Regions from separate parts of the Mus musculus genome. Here region 2 is linked to region 1. The links are chromatin contacts, called in public promoter capture Hi-C maps. All regions are on one chromosome and are shown on one strand. Each heading gives the region's core, a stretch centred on a gene start, on an enhancer-like site or on the middle of the called end of the contact. The rest is flanking DNA. Distances are from core to core; before and after follow the strand shown.

The links. Promoter capture Hi-C pulls out the DNA fragments that hold promoters and counts their contacts.
Region 2: a promoter capture Hi-C map of liver shows a contact between it and region 1, with 2.0 times the contacts expected there. The contact joins the enhancer-like site here to the promoter of Armc2 in region 1. A contact is called at or near these places in 9 of 39 promoter capture datasets (the 3T3-L1 cell line, 3T3-L1-derived adipocytes, the HPC-7 cell line and 6 more), 1 of 15 datasets of contacts at CTCF or cohesin (the NIH/3T3 cell line), 14 of 484 Hi-C or Micro-C datasets (the G1E-ER4 cell line, the HL-1 cell line, LSK cells and 10 more) and 3 of 115 datasets of contacts at active chromatin or transcription factors (embryonic stem cells and memory CD8 T cells).

Annotation. Positions count from the first base shown.
Region 1 is chr10:42,016,813-42,020,253 of GRCm38.p6, forward strand. Armc2 (armadillo repeat containing 2) reads right to left here and starts at 1,570. Exons shown (of 18, transcript NM_001034858.3): 1 at 1,381-1,570. 1700016J18Rik (a long non-coding RNA gene) reads left to right here and starts at 1,342. Exons shown (of 3, transcript XR_871596.3): 1 at 1,342-1,449; 2 at 1,796-2,100.
Region 2 is chr10:42,088,192-42,091,632 of GRCm38.p6, forward strand. No RefSeq gene overlaps it. Among named protein-coding and RNA genes, the nearest start is that of Gm40630, 8.0 kb to the left of the region's middle. Within about 2 kb of position 1,655, at least 187 of the 459 cell types and tissues checked have an H3K27ac peak or open chromatin away from gene starts, as enhancers often do. A contact at or near this core is called in the G1E-ER4 cell line, the HPC-7 cell line, bone marrow and 6 more, where this site is marked.

The DNA of each region.
Region 1 (3,441 bases), core at 320-2,819:
CCACTGAGTCATCTCTCCAGACCCACGTGTTATTTGCATGTGTTACTTTCTTCTTCTGGCCTCAGAGGGCATTACAGGCACACTGTACACACACATACACACAGGCAAACATTCATACACATAAAACAAGAATAAATATATCTTTAAAAACCCCTATCTCTACTGTTTGCTACCAACAGCCACCAGAGCCACCTCCTTCATGTTAAAGACAACATTGCCCATCAACATTGCCGACATAGGGTTTGCTGGTGCACCCTCTTTCCCCAGCAAATCAAACACTCAGGGCTCTTTCCATGACTGAATTACTTTGGCATTAAATGAGCATCCAAACAGGTGCAAGAAAAGTGCTTAGATGTCAGAGCAAGTGTTAAGTCCCCCGAGGATCTGCAGCTCTGTGACCTTGAAGGGCATTAGACATCTCTATACCCGAGTTCTCTTCTGTTAAAAAAGCATGGATAATGACCAACTCTCAGGGCAGCTTTCAGCATTGCATGAAATGTCCAAATGCTTTAGCACGATGCTAGCTAGCTCTTACAATACTAAGAAGTACTGTCCAAGTGCTGGCTGGTCAAGAAAGATCTTCCTAGAATGAAAATACTCACCAACAAGAGAAGTCACAAAAGAGACTATCTGTCCAATGTTTTCATGCATATCATAAATTTAAATTTTCAACTAGAGAATACCATCCTTGATTTAAAAACAAAATAAAAACAAACAAACAAAAAAACCCAGCGTTTTTATCTGAATGTCAGTTATCCCAAATCTATGCAAACTGCTAGTCAAAACCTTAGGGATTTACAAAAATGGGATACATATAGTGTGACTTATTTTCTACCAAACGAAAAGAATATGATGTCGGGATGGAAGAACCTGCGGTAATACTTGTGGCATGGGTTGTAAGGGGCATTCTGTATACATACGGTGTAATTAATATTGTTCCACATACACTTTATTGAGGAGTCATTTGTTACCTAGGAAAATCCTAGTTTGTTCTTGTGGCCTGCCTCCACAGAGTCCCTTAGTCTATCACTCTCTCATTCAACCAGTGTTACTGGTTACTCCTGTTAAATACCAGGCAACTGACTAAATGCTCACAGTTACAGAAGCTGACTCCTGTGCAGACCCCGAGAGTATGCAGCAGCACCCCTCGACCCTATCTGGGAACAGAAGAGAGACTGCAGGAGGGGTCCCTGGTGAACCTGCAGGGGACTCCTCACCTCCCGCACGCACAGCTGCTCTCCCACTCCCGGAAAAGCCCGCTCCTTCACCGGTCCAGGTTAGGGCCGAGCGCCTCAGCATCCTCACCTCGCCCTCCCGCCCTCCCGCGCACCGCCTTTGCCCTGCTGGCTAGCATCTCCATGGTAACCGTACACAAACCACCTTTCGCTGCAGGCCGAGCGGTCAGCCTACAGATCCAGGACGCCGCAGAGCGAAGCGGGATGCGCTGGAGTAGGTGCTGGTTGGGGAATCCGGGCTCGACTCAAAACACCTGTGACAAGCGCTAGACACTTAGACCCCGGCGGAGTGTGACGGCCTTCCCGCTCTCGCAGGGCAGCAGGGACCAGGAGGAGGGGCGGGGCGGGGCGGGGCGGGGCGGGGCGGCCCTGCTCCACTCTCCGCCACTGAGCCTGCGCCAATCCCTCTAGCCACGCACGCGTAGCAGCGTCGAGGCGTGGCGAGGGCCCGTGCGGGAGCGCGGGCAGGAGCATACCCACAGGGGAAAGGCAAGAATGGGTGGAGGGGAGTCTTCTTTTACATTAGCAATATGTTCAACCATGTTTGTTTCTCCCCGTAGGATCTCCAAGACTGTTAAACAACTGGCAGAGGAACAATGTAGTGTTTTGGGAAAGAGTCGGTTATTGATTATAGACGTCAACGTCCACCTGGAACGGTTCCTTAGCATCTCATCTCTTATGCTTCAGGCAGAGAGTGCTATCCCTGTGTGTGAATAGCTGAATCGTGGGCCGTAGCAAAATAAATGTGAAGAGCTGTGAATGTAGCAGTGAATGTTAACCTGTTGGATATCATTAACTCCTTGCATTTGGGCAGCACTCAACCGTTTGTAGAGCGAGCTCACAACAGAGCAACTAGGGACCCAAGGTGAGATCAGGAAGGAGCGATTTAAGTCTTGGGTTGCTATGGCTAGTCGCTGTGTGTTCTTACTGAATCACTACAACCCAACAGGGGAAGAAAAAAAAAAGAGTCCTGTGTATATGTTTCTAATTCAAACTCTGTTTGCGTCTACACTGGATCATTGGGTAACACTTGTGAAATACAAGCGAGGCATAAGCTCTAAATTTACACTACGGTATATAAACATAGGGATTATCAGCAAGTGTTGTCAACACTGGGAAAATGCCGTATTCCATGGTGCCAAGGGTCTTGTAAAGAATAACTAAATTGTATCTATTTTGCACAGTTAATACCTTTGATGAGAAATGACACCTGGAACACTGAGTAAAGGTTTTCCAAGTGCTTAACAAGATTTCCCACATCACAGACAAAGAAAACTCAATCATTGATGAAGTTTAGGATCCCAAACTAAATATTATTTTTCACTGGGAACAGGATCTATCCTATGAAGTCCCATTTGTGTGTCACCAGACTCAACTGTGCAAAAGGACATTGCCTGTTGTATAGAAAGCATAACTAGCATTTTGATCTCATAGTTTGTGAGATATGATAAAATACAAGTCCATTTGGGTCTCTTGGTGGCTGTTTATAAATACAGGTGTCTATCTGACCCTTCATGGAGAGTCAGACTTCTCCAAATGTTTTGTTATTAAATGACTGGTAATCTGATATTAACTCAACCTCAACATCTTTCTGAATGATGGTGGGTGAAAAATGAGTATATCGATAGCCAATAGAAATTCAGCTTTACATCTTCTTCTCACCCCAGATTTGCGGTCCACAGTGAGCCTTCCCAAACGTTGCAGTAGCTGGCTTCTAAGTCTAAAAGTCTCATCTCCACTGAAACATGAGCTTACAAACCTGTAAAACAGACATGGCTTGGACCTATAATCCCAGCATGTGAGAAACTTAGACAGGAGGATTACCTTAAGTTCCAAACTAGCCTGAGCTGCACAGTGAGACCCTGTCTCAGAAGACAAAACAAGACATCAAAACCAAATCTGTTTGTTTGTTTGTTTTTTTACCAACAATTGTTATCTATGGTCTTGTGTCTAAAATGTTCATCTAAACTAGACCTTGTAAGCAAACCATTGAAATATGAAGCCAGTCAACCCAGCAGGCCAGATGTCAGCCAAGCAGGCTAGAAGAACCGAAAAGAATGACAGAGACAGAGTTATAGGAAATAATTACTTGAAGAGATAAATGGCATATACCTTAGTTTACTGTAGAACAGTCTATGGGAAAATATTTAGGCTACTTACTACACAGAGGCCTATGTGGCTGATTTGGATGTTCCTCCAAAATTCT
Region 2 (3,441 bases), core at 405-2,904, 71 kb after region 1:
GGGTCCAGCTTATACCTCTCTGTTCTACCAAAGCTGTTGTGAGACAGGTTATACCACGCCAGGTCCACAGCCAGCAGAAACTAAGCCTCTTTGTGCAACTGAGGGCAGTTCTACTGGCTCTGGTGTGGTCCCCCTGCCTATTCCTGAGTTAATTGCTTTGCTGAGCTTCACCAGCTGTAGGTCAGGTGGCCAATTCCTGAGTCAAGAGTGGATGTAGCTCCCTGAGTGATCTGCGACCTGACAGTGGAGTTGGTGGTAACTCCCAAGCAGGAAGGTGGGGTGTAGTTACATTAATGAGTGCCTGGACAGATGAAAGGGAAAGTGTCTATGTTTCTGGTCAAATCCAGTGCCTAATTTCACACACCTTAGAGGTACTTAGAAGACCGCCATCTTCCCTTGCTGGTCTTCCATGACGCTGCTTCTGCATGCTCTTGCTCCTGCCATCCAGCTGCCTTGGCAAGAGTCTGAGCTTGGGGGCTGGAGGTAAGAGCCATTGCTCCCGGGCGTCTGTCCTTTGCTCCTACCTCCCAGGTTGCCACAGGGTTGAGCATCCTGATTCTTCCCTGTGTCACTGCGATTCTGGAAAAGACGCTCTGCCACCCTGAGTCACAGTTTTCTCAGCTGCAGATAGGGTTAGTGATGTCCCTTTGACCTCTTTCAGGAGACAGAAAGTGGGTGGCGCGTGGCAGCCCCAGACTTGTGTCTCCTCCTTAAGGCTGGGACAGCTCTAAAGAAACTTTACAGAGTAGGGTGTTTGTTTGTTTTGCTTTGTTTTTAGTATTTGTTTGTTTTGAACAGTTTCGGTGCTCGGAACGATTAAAGGAAATGCTTTAAAAAGTGTCTGGCAGTCTGTGCTCTAAAGACCACTGCCTCTGAGCCCAGACAGATCAGTCGCAGCTCTGGCCCCCGCTCCAAGTGTTTGTGTGTTTAACTTCTCAAGGGTTTCCACTGAGGGGAACAAAAGCCCAGAAGTTTCCCTGAAACCCTTTGGCTTAATCCTCCCAAGAGTCACTGAAGCCTCTCAGGATCGATCCAGGAAGTGGAGGACACTTCTCAAGACTTTGCTTTCAAGTCTGCTGCCTGTTCCTTCTCAACAACGCACTTGAGGTTTTTGCTTCCTTTTTTTCTTTGTATGCTCCAGTGCCAACACAGCACTGAAGTTCAGGATGGTGTCTAGGGTCACAGTGGCAGGAAGTGGCTAAACAGGGAGGCATCTTTGCAGAATCTTCCCTCCTTCTACAGAGAGAGAGAGAGAGAGAGAGAGGGAGAGAGAGAGAGAGAGAGAGAGAGAGAGAGAGGCAGGCAAGAACAGCAGCCCCACCCCTCCTGGCACAGGTGCAAACCGCAGGCTGGAGCAGCACCAGATGCCTTGATGACGTCACATGTGTGGAGCCAGAGCTGTGCCTGACTTGGGGTTCAGTTGGATTGAAGGCTGGAACACGAAGGAACAGACAGTTTTAAGGGAACCAACCAGCAGATGAAATGTGTAGCTGGTTGGGGTAAGAAGAATGACATTTTTAAAAAGAAGGAAAAACAAAAATCCAACTGTTTTTTGTGGATGAAAGTTCCTGGAAAGGAGATGAACCTGCTTGCCCACAGCAAGGACCTCAGCAGCTGCGCCGGAGAGACTGGAATGTTCCAGGTCCTGAGCCAAATTACTTTGGGCCAATCATTAGCCTCTTTAACAGCCTTTGCTTGCCCTTCTGTATGCGTCCCAGCAGCTCTGGGGCCCTTAGGTAAGTCTGTCTTCCACCAAGCACAAGGCTGAGAGTCCATCAGCTGCTGTCTGAGGCCCATGTCTGCTGTGCCTTTGTCCTTCTGGGACCTGCCTGCCCGCGTGTATGAAAAGGGTCTTGATTAATGATTCCCTTTGTTCTGGTACTATAAAGCTTCCGGGAACAGTTACTCTATCCGAACATTATGTATGTAAAACAAACAAACAAAAACAAAACAGAGAACTCTGTTCCCAAGCCGTGGCCATCCCTGTAGGCTCCAGAATAAACTCTCTCTCATCCCCTTTGAGTGAGAGCTATGCTTCTTCACAGACGCTTTAAACCAGATCCAGCCGATTAGAAAAGGGTGGTTTGGGTAGGATGGCTAAAGATGCCATGTGGGCTGGGGAATGCAGCTTTGTGTTAGAACAACCAGCTTGCACAAGGCCCTTGGAGCCAGCCCCAGCAGCAAACAAACAAACTGAAAAAGTACTTAATATGTAGCTTTTGTTTGGTCCACTTAGGAAATCCTAGCAGAGATTTAATGGTATGATGTGGCTTCTTTCTTACTTCAACTTTAAAAAAAATGATTTATTGGTTTATTTTTGCATGTGTACACTTGCCATCCCCCACCCCACCTCACCCCTGCATGTGTGTGTGTGTGTGCACATGTGCATGTGTAAGTGCATGTGTGTGAATGAGTGCATGTGTGTGTGTGCACGCGTGTGTGCGTGCATGTGTGTGTGCATGTGTGTGTATGTGTGTGTGTGTATAAGTACAGACACATGTGGAAGTCAAGGGACAAATTGTGGGGACTGGGTCTCTCCTTCCACCATGTGGGTGCTGGAGATCAAACTCAGGCCTGGGTAGAAGCAGTCTCCACACTGAGCCATCTCCTAGCAGTAGGATTTCCTACATCTGTTTTCCTTTGCACAGATACCCCCCCCCTCAGCCAGCCATGTTGTCCTAGCACATCTGCCGAGATGAAATCCCCATGGCCTCTGGGTCCTGGTTTTTGTTTTGTTTACACCTGAGCCTTCCTGCCTCTGCCTTCCACTCACCTGCCTGCCTCTGTTCCTGTAGCTGGCTCCCTCATCACTTGGTCGCTCCGTTCTATAGAAAGTGCCACCCACCACCCACTGAGCACTCCTTGACAGGCCTAGAACTCCTGGTGTACACCTTGATTCCCAAACCCTGTCTACCAGCTTGCCAGCGAGTTTATCATGCCTTTACACAGAACACCGTACTCACCTGACCAAGCACAGGAGTCCTAGGGCTCCTGACGCTAGGCCCGACCTGCCTTCGGGTCAGGAGAATCCACAAACGTGATCCCTTCTCTGACCATCGAGTGTTCAGTGAATGAAAACTCCTAAGTCTTCTCCAATCAAAACACATGGATTTGGTTTTTCAGAGCCTAAGAACAAGTAACCTCAGGGTTAAAAGCCCTGGCCTGCTCTTCCAGAGGTCCTGAGTTTGATTCCCAGCAACCACATGAAGGCTCACAACCATGTATAATGGGATCTGACATCCTCTTCTGGCCTGCAGGCATTTATGCAAGCAGAACCCTCATATACATTAAATAAATACCCATAAAAAGAGTAAATAAGAATCAAGAACAAACGCTGCCCTGGTACAGTTATCTTTAACCCACGTAGAGTTCTGCCCTAGAGCTTACATCTAAATGCTCTAAATAGTCTCAATGTTTTCCAGAAACTGCCTCTCATCATTA